2 separate regions of the Hordeum vulgare genome follow, and region 2 is linked to region 1. The links are chromatin contacts, called in public Hi-C maps. All regions are on one chromosome and are shown on one strand. The core of a region is the stretch at or near the end of the contact, and the rest is flanking DNA. Distances in the headings are between cores, read along the strand shown.

Evidence for each region. A called contact is a pair of places that touch in the nucleus more often than the background predicts.
Region 2: a contact with region 1 is called in a Hi-C map of leaf, with 4 times the contacts expected there. The contact joins the enhancer-like site here to the promoter of LOC123425529 in region 1. A contact is called at or near these places in 2 of 6 Hi-C or Micro-C datasets (leaf and seedling).

What each region holds. Positions count from the first base shown.
Region 1 is chr2H:133,204,686-133,207,627 of MorexV3_pseudomolecules_assembly, forward strand. LOC123425529 reads right to left here and starts at 1,417. Exons shown (of 2, transcript XM_045109219.1): 1 at 1,200-1,417; 2 at 1-808. The coding sequence starts at 771.
Region 2 is chr2H:133,746,340-133,749,223 of MorexV3_pseudomolecules_assembly, forward strand. No RefSeq gene overlaps it. Among protein-coding and RNA genes, the nearest start is that of LOC123425873, 140 kb to the left of the region's middle. Within about 2 kb of position 1,597, at least 2 of the 3 cell types and tissues checked have open chromatin away from gene starts, as enhancers often do. A contact at or near this core is called in leaf, where this site is marked.

The DNA.
Region 1 (2,942 bases), core at 167-2,666:
GCTCTGCACAACTCGCACGCCGGCGTCGTGGGACTCGGTGGCGGCGCCATCCACGTCCTCTGAGGTCAGGAGGCTCTCGGAGCTCTGCGTTTCCATGGCCGTGCACGGCAGACCAACATATTCCGAGAGCATAATCTGGTTTTCCTCCACAAGATTCATGTCAGGGAACTCCATATTCTCGTAGTCTTTCCCTGCGCCAGCGCCGGCTCCGTCGCCGGCGTTCTCGGCCTCGTCCGGGTCGGCCAGCGCAGGCTTGGGCGTGGGCGAGACGGGAATGACATCGGGCACGACCCCGATGTAAGAGAGCTCGAGCTCCAAGAAGCCGGCCGGGGAGTGGAAGAGGTCGTTGGTGGAGAGCGGGAATTCGCGCGCGAGCGTGCCGCCCTCGGCGGCGACGACGTCCGGGAGCGGCACGAGCGCGAACCCCAGCAGCTGGTCCTGCAGGTAATTCTTGACCCGGCTGAGCATCCAGACCTCGCAGCGGAGCGCGGCGTCGACGTCCCCCGCGCGCACGCCGACGCGCACCGACTGGTCAAACACCGGGTTGCGGCCTCCGCCATTGATTACCTGCGTGGAGGCCGCCGGCGCGCCCTCCCCCGGCAGCGACAGGCGCGCGTACACATCCTGCTTGTGGTAGATGCAGATGTTCTGAATGTCCCGCGCGCTCCGCACGTGCACGTCCACGTACCCGATCAGCTCCCCGCCCCCGTTCGTAGCGGCGGCCGGCGCAGAAACCGCCTCCATCTGCTGCTGCTGCTGCTGCGACTCCATGACGAAGAAAGCACCTCCGCCGCTAGCTGCTCCGCAACTGTAACCAAGAAACAAACACGAATCAAATGAAATCCATACAAGATTGGCGTTAATTTCGGAACACAGGTGGGAGAGCAGCTGAATGGTCAAAATCCAAGATTAGGTGCGCAAGTTGGAGACAAGGAACTGTCGGCAGATGATTATACTACTCCTACAGCGAACCAAACCGGAACTGCACACCAGCCAACTCGATTCAATCGACTACTCAAACAGCAACCGGGGATAAAGAACTCCGTAACAGATTTTACATGCTAGGGAGAGGTCGATCGATGCACAGGTCCCCCATCTCATCACAACCAAGGGAAAGCGCAAGAGAGCAAGGGCTCAAATCCCACGGAAAACATGGAAGCACACACGAGGGGAGGAAACTCAGAGCATGCTTACCTTACCCTGTGTCCCTGTGTGTGTGTCTGGTCTGTCCTGGAGATTTGAGAAGAAGCAGCAGCACCACTGGAATCAGGCGCGGAGGAGAGAGCAGCGGGCAGGGTGAGGCTGAGAGTCGGGAGGGGCTCGAGGATGGATATAACGCCAAAGTCCAAAGGGAATTAGGGCAGTAGCACGAGATTTTTTTATAGCCCCCTGCCCGCCCTTGGCCTTTCTTTTCTACGGGAGGACTACACCCTTTACCTAACTACGCTCGCTTTTATTGCCTAGTTTGGCTTGGCCTTACCAGCCAGCCAGCCATCCTCCTCAGACCACAGCACAGCAGCCTAATCTACTCCTACAGGCATGATGATAATTAGTTTGTTTAATCGGTGGTATTATTGGCATGCTTAGATTTAGATTATTCAGATTAGTATACGATGGGCAGTATCGCGACCGCACACTTAGCCGTCAGGCGACTGCGCATGTTGTGGGGAGATAGTAGAAAATTGCGTGCCGCCGTGGCTTTAGAGAACCAGACGCATATACGGGTGGAAAATACGGGAAAGGGCGGGGAAAAGGGGTCGCGCGGCGTGGGCTCGGGTCGCAGGCGGGCGGGGGGCGCTTTGTTGCGCTGGTCTTTCAAGTTTCCACAGCGCCGAAAAGTCAAAGTGATTCTGCGAGCGCAAGCGGCCTGGGCTTGGAGCCTTGTGGCTGGCCGCAGCGCGTGACGGGACCAGCCAATGGGACGCCTCCACCTCCGCGCGCGGCAAAGCTTTTTGATATATTTTTTTAGGGATGGCAAAGCTTTTTGATGGGAGGCTGCGTTTCGTTTTTGTTTCGAATTGAAATTGACGGGAACCGTCTGGGCGGGCCGGAGGGAGGGGAAGAGGAAGGAAGGAGGAGAGAGTTCGCGCGGGTGGGTGTGGTGGGGCGCGTCGCTGTCAGCGGGGGGCCCGGCGCGGCCGCACGCTTGCGCAGAGTTTTCAAAGTAGATATCATCCGCTTCTGCGGCCGCCATCATTCCTCGCCCGCCCTCACCGGCCCATCGACCCCTCGCTCGCTCGCTCCGGCGGCTGCCGCGAGAGGACGATTTTACTGTTTTGATCTTTTTTATAGTTTAGTCTGATGTGATCCTGTTTGTGTAAGAATATCGGATCTGATCGTTTTCCTACCTCCGTTGTGGTGTAGGTATATACTCCCTCCGTTCTTAAATATAAGTCTTTTAAGCGATTTCACTAGTGGACTACATACGGATGTATATAGACATATTTTAAAGTGTACATTTAATCATTTTGCTCCGTATGTAGACACATAGTGAAATTGCTTAAAAGACTTATATTTAGGAACGGAGGGAGTACATTCTACCGTTACTTTCTGCAGCGATAGAGTTCGAATCAACACAGACGACGTCGTTTGATCTCACTGACGTAGATAAGTTGCTATCACCACTCCTTGTGACGATAGGGTGTGTATATCTACCGACACAGACAACAGGTGACAGTAGGGTGTTCAGACAGTTAATTCCATCAGAAAGAAATTAATTGTATGAACATCCGATGGTGACGATAGGTATACACACTCTACCGTCACTTTCTCTGACGGTAGCCACTTATACATGCCAACGGTGTTAAACTACACCGTTGTATTAACCTAAACCCTATCGGCACAGGAAGTGGAAATAGGATGTGTATACCTACACCACAGCGGATGACGTTAAATAATAGGTTAGATTTAAAAAAAATACAAACAAACTTAAATTGGGCTAA
Region 2 (2,884 bases), core at 347-2,846, 540 kb after region 1:
GGGATTGAAATCCCAACAAACGCCCCCGAGGCACATGATCTAGATCAAATGGATAGTAGTTTTAGACGACTTTTGTAGTAAAAAAATAAACAATGGTGAGCTCTCGTGCTGCGGGCGTCATCGACACTCGTCATAACTATCGTGGTGTGAATTTTGATAGAAAGAGAGGGGGAGGAACAAAGCCTCGAGACGCATGGGGGGATAACATGTGGAAGTATTCAGGTTCAGCCCCCTCACGATGGAGGTAAAACCTCTAATCTTCTTCGCCATAGTGTTCTTGCATATATGTATTTATGTGCGTTTGGTTGTAGGGACATGCTAGGGTGGTTAAGGGCATTCCCAACCACCTAGTTAGGGATAGCCATTTTTTTGTTTGGTTGAAAGGATGGTGTTATCCCATGTTCTGTTTGGTTTGAGGGATATAAATGAAGGGGAGGAGTGGCGGCGCGGAGGAAGGAGACGATCAGCTGGTAACAGAGGAAGGGGAGGAGCGGCAGCGCGGAGGAAGGAGACGGCCGACTGGTGAGAGAGGAAGGGGAGGAGCTGCGTCGCGGAGGGCGGAGAGGAGCGGCCGGCGGCGCGGAGGTAGGAGAGGAGCGGCCGACGGCGCGAAGGAAGGAGAAGAATGGACGGCGGCGCGCACGGCGAAGAGGAGCGACCGGCGACGCGGAGGGCGGAGAGGAGCGGCCGACGGCGCGGAGGTAGGAGAGGAGCGGCCGACGACGCGATGAAAGGAGAGGAATGGACGGCGGCGCGCAAGGCGAAGAGGAGCGGCCGGCGGCGCGGAGGTAGGAGAGGAGCGGCCGACGACGCGGAGGAAGGAGAGGAACGAAAGGCGACGCGGAGGGCGGAGTGGAGCGGCGGGTGGCGCGGACGACGGAGAGGAGCGGCGGGTGGCCCGGAGGGCGGAGAGGAGCGGCCGGCGCCGCGGAGGGCGGAGAGGAGGGATGCTGCGGCGACCCCCCGTTTTGGGCGGTTGACCCCATCCCCTTTTTGAGGAAATATTCTTAGCATGTGGCTACCCTTGTCCTTCCTCGCCTCGGATCCAAACAAATGGCATCCCTCACATAGAAGGGATATCCTTGTCATTCGGAGAATATCTGTGCAAGCAAACACACCCTACCAATGGGTTGGTTATACATAGTCCACCATCCCCTCGCATACTACCGTACTAATTAATTAATTTTAGCATTTATACATGTCCACTACTAATTGTAGCATATGTTTTGATGATTAGATTAGCAACGTTCTAAGAGAAGCAATTTTTTAATATTGAAGATTCTTCAAAGATTGTTGATATTTTTGAAAATTTGTATTCTTTAGAAAACAAAAAAAATGGAAAACAAAGAATACACTAAAGAAAGAACGAACATAAAACTGGTTGAAGAACCTTCTGGAAAGTTCCAAAAATCGTCCACAAAGGTTCCCAAGACCAGAACCGTATGTAAATTGTTTTATAAGTGTATATTAACGGTTGTAGTGCGATTTTTGGCTAAAATAAAAACGACCATATGAGGTCTGTAGCAATTATACACAGGTATTGGAACCAAACCGACAATCCAAGCGTGCCCTAAATGGTCGGCCAATTATAGCATCGCTATCTCCATGCATGTCCGGTTCAACGTTAACCTGCCGCATGGGGCGTCATATAGGAATTGCACAGCACTAATCGTATATTCGGTGCTTGAGACGTTTGTTTCTTCGAAAATTGCAAACGGACGCCCATTTTTCTTTCTTTTTGTTGTTGGCTAGTAATATTTCACAAAAAAAAGTGCGGCCAACGGGAACAAACGCGCAGGACCTTCTATTGGATGCATTGTGCCTTCAATAGCTGTAGCTTCGCATAGGCCGGGGAAAAGCGACTGGGCCACTGCCGCTAGCGAATCGACTGTACCGGGCCAGTTAATCAGCTTGTTTTCTTTTCTATTTTTATTTACTTATTTTCCTTTTCATTTTTTCTTTTTTCTCTTATTCTTTATGTTCTATTGTGTTTCTCTTTCTCTTTTTTCAAAAATCTTACCATTTTGAAGTTTTTTGACTTTCTGAAACTTAAACAGCTTTCGTATTTACAAACACAGGTTATAATTGAAATTTTATTGAATATCTAAAGAAATTTTAAAAACACAAAGAAATTTATTAACAGGAGCATTTTAAAAACTTAGAACATGTTTAAAAAAAATAAATTATTTTGAAATATGTAAACAATATTTGAAGCAGGAACATTTTTTCAACATATGTATACTGTTTGAAACACAATTGTTTTTGAATTTACGTACATTTTTTGAAAAGGGAAACATTATTTAGAAAATGAAGAACATTTTCGAAAACTCCCCAACATTTTTAGAATTGCTGAACAAAGTTTGAATTGTTTTCAATTTGTGAATAAATTAAAAACAAATAGAAATGTTTTTTGTAAAACAGGAACATTTTTTATAAAAATGTGAAAACAAGAATATTTTATGAATATTGTGACCAATTTATGAAAAAAGTAACATTTTTTGAAATTTGTAAATAATTTTTGAACTGAGAATATTTTTCAACTTATGTACACTTTTTGAAACACGAACATTTTTTGAATTTACGTACATTTAAAAAAAACTATTCTAAAAAGATGAAGAATTTTTTCTAAAATTCCTGAACATTTTCGAATCATGAACATTTTTAGAATTGGTGAACAAAATTTGAGGAACGTATGAATTAGGGTAATTTCAAATCATGAACATTTTCAAATCATAAACGCGTCGATAATTTCAAAACTGTTCTTAAACTATAATGAATTAGGAGGATGTTCTACATGAAAAAGTTGCGCCTCATCGATATCATTTCAACACTGTATCATTTGCTTCGTTCCGACGAGCGGTTTGAATTTTTTTTATGAAAATAC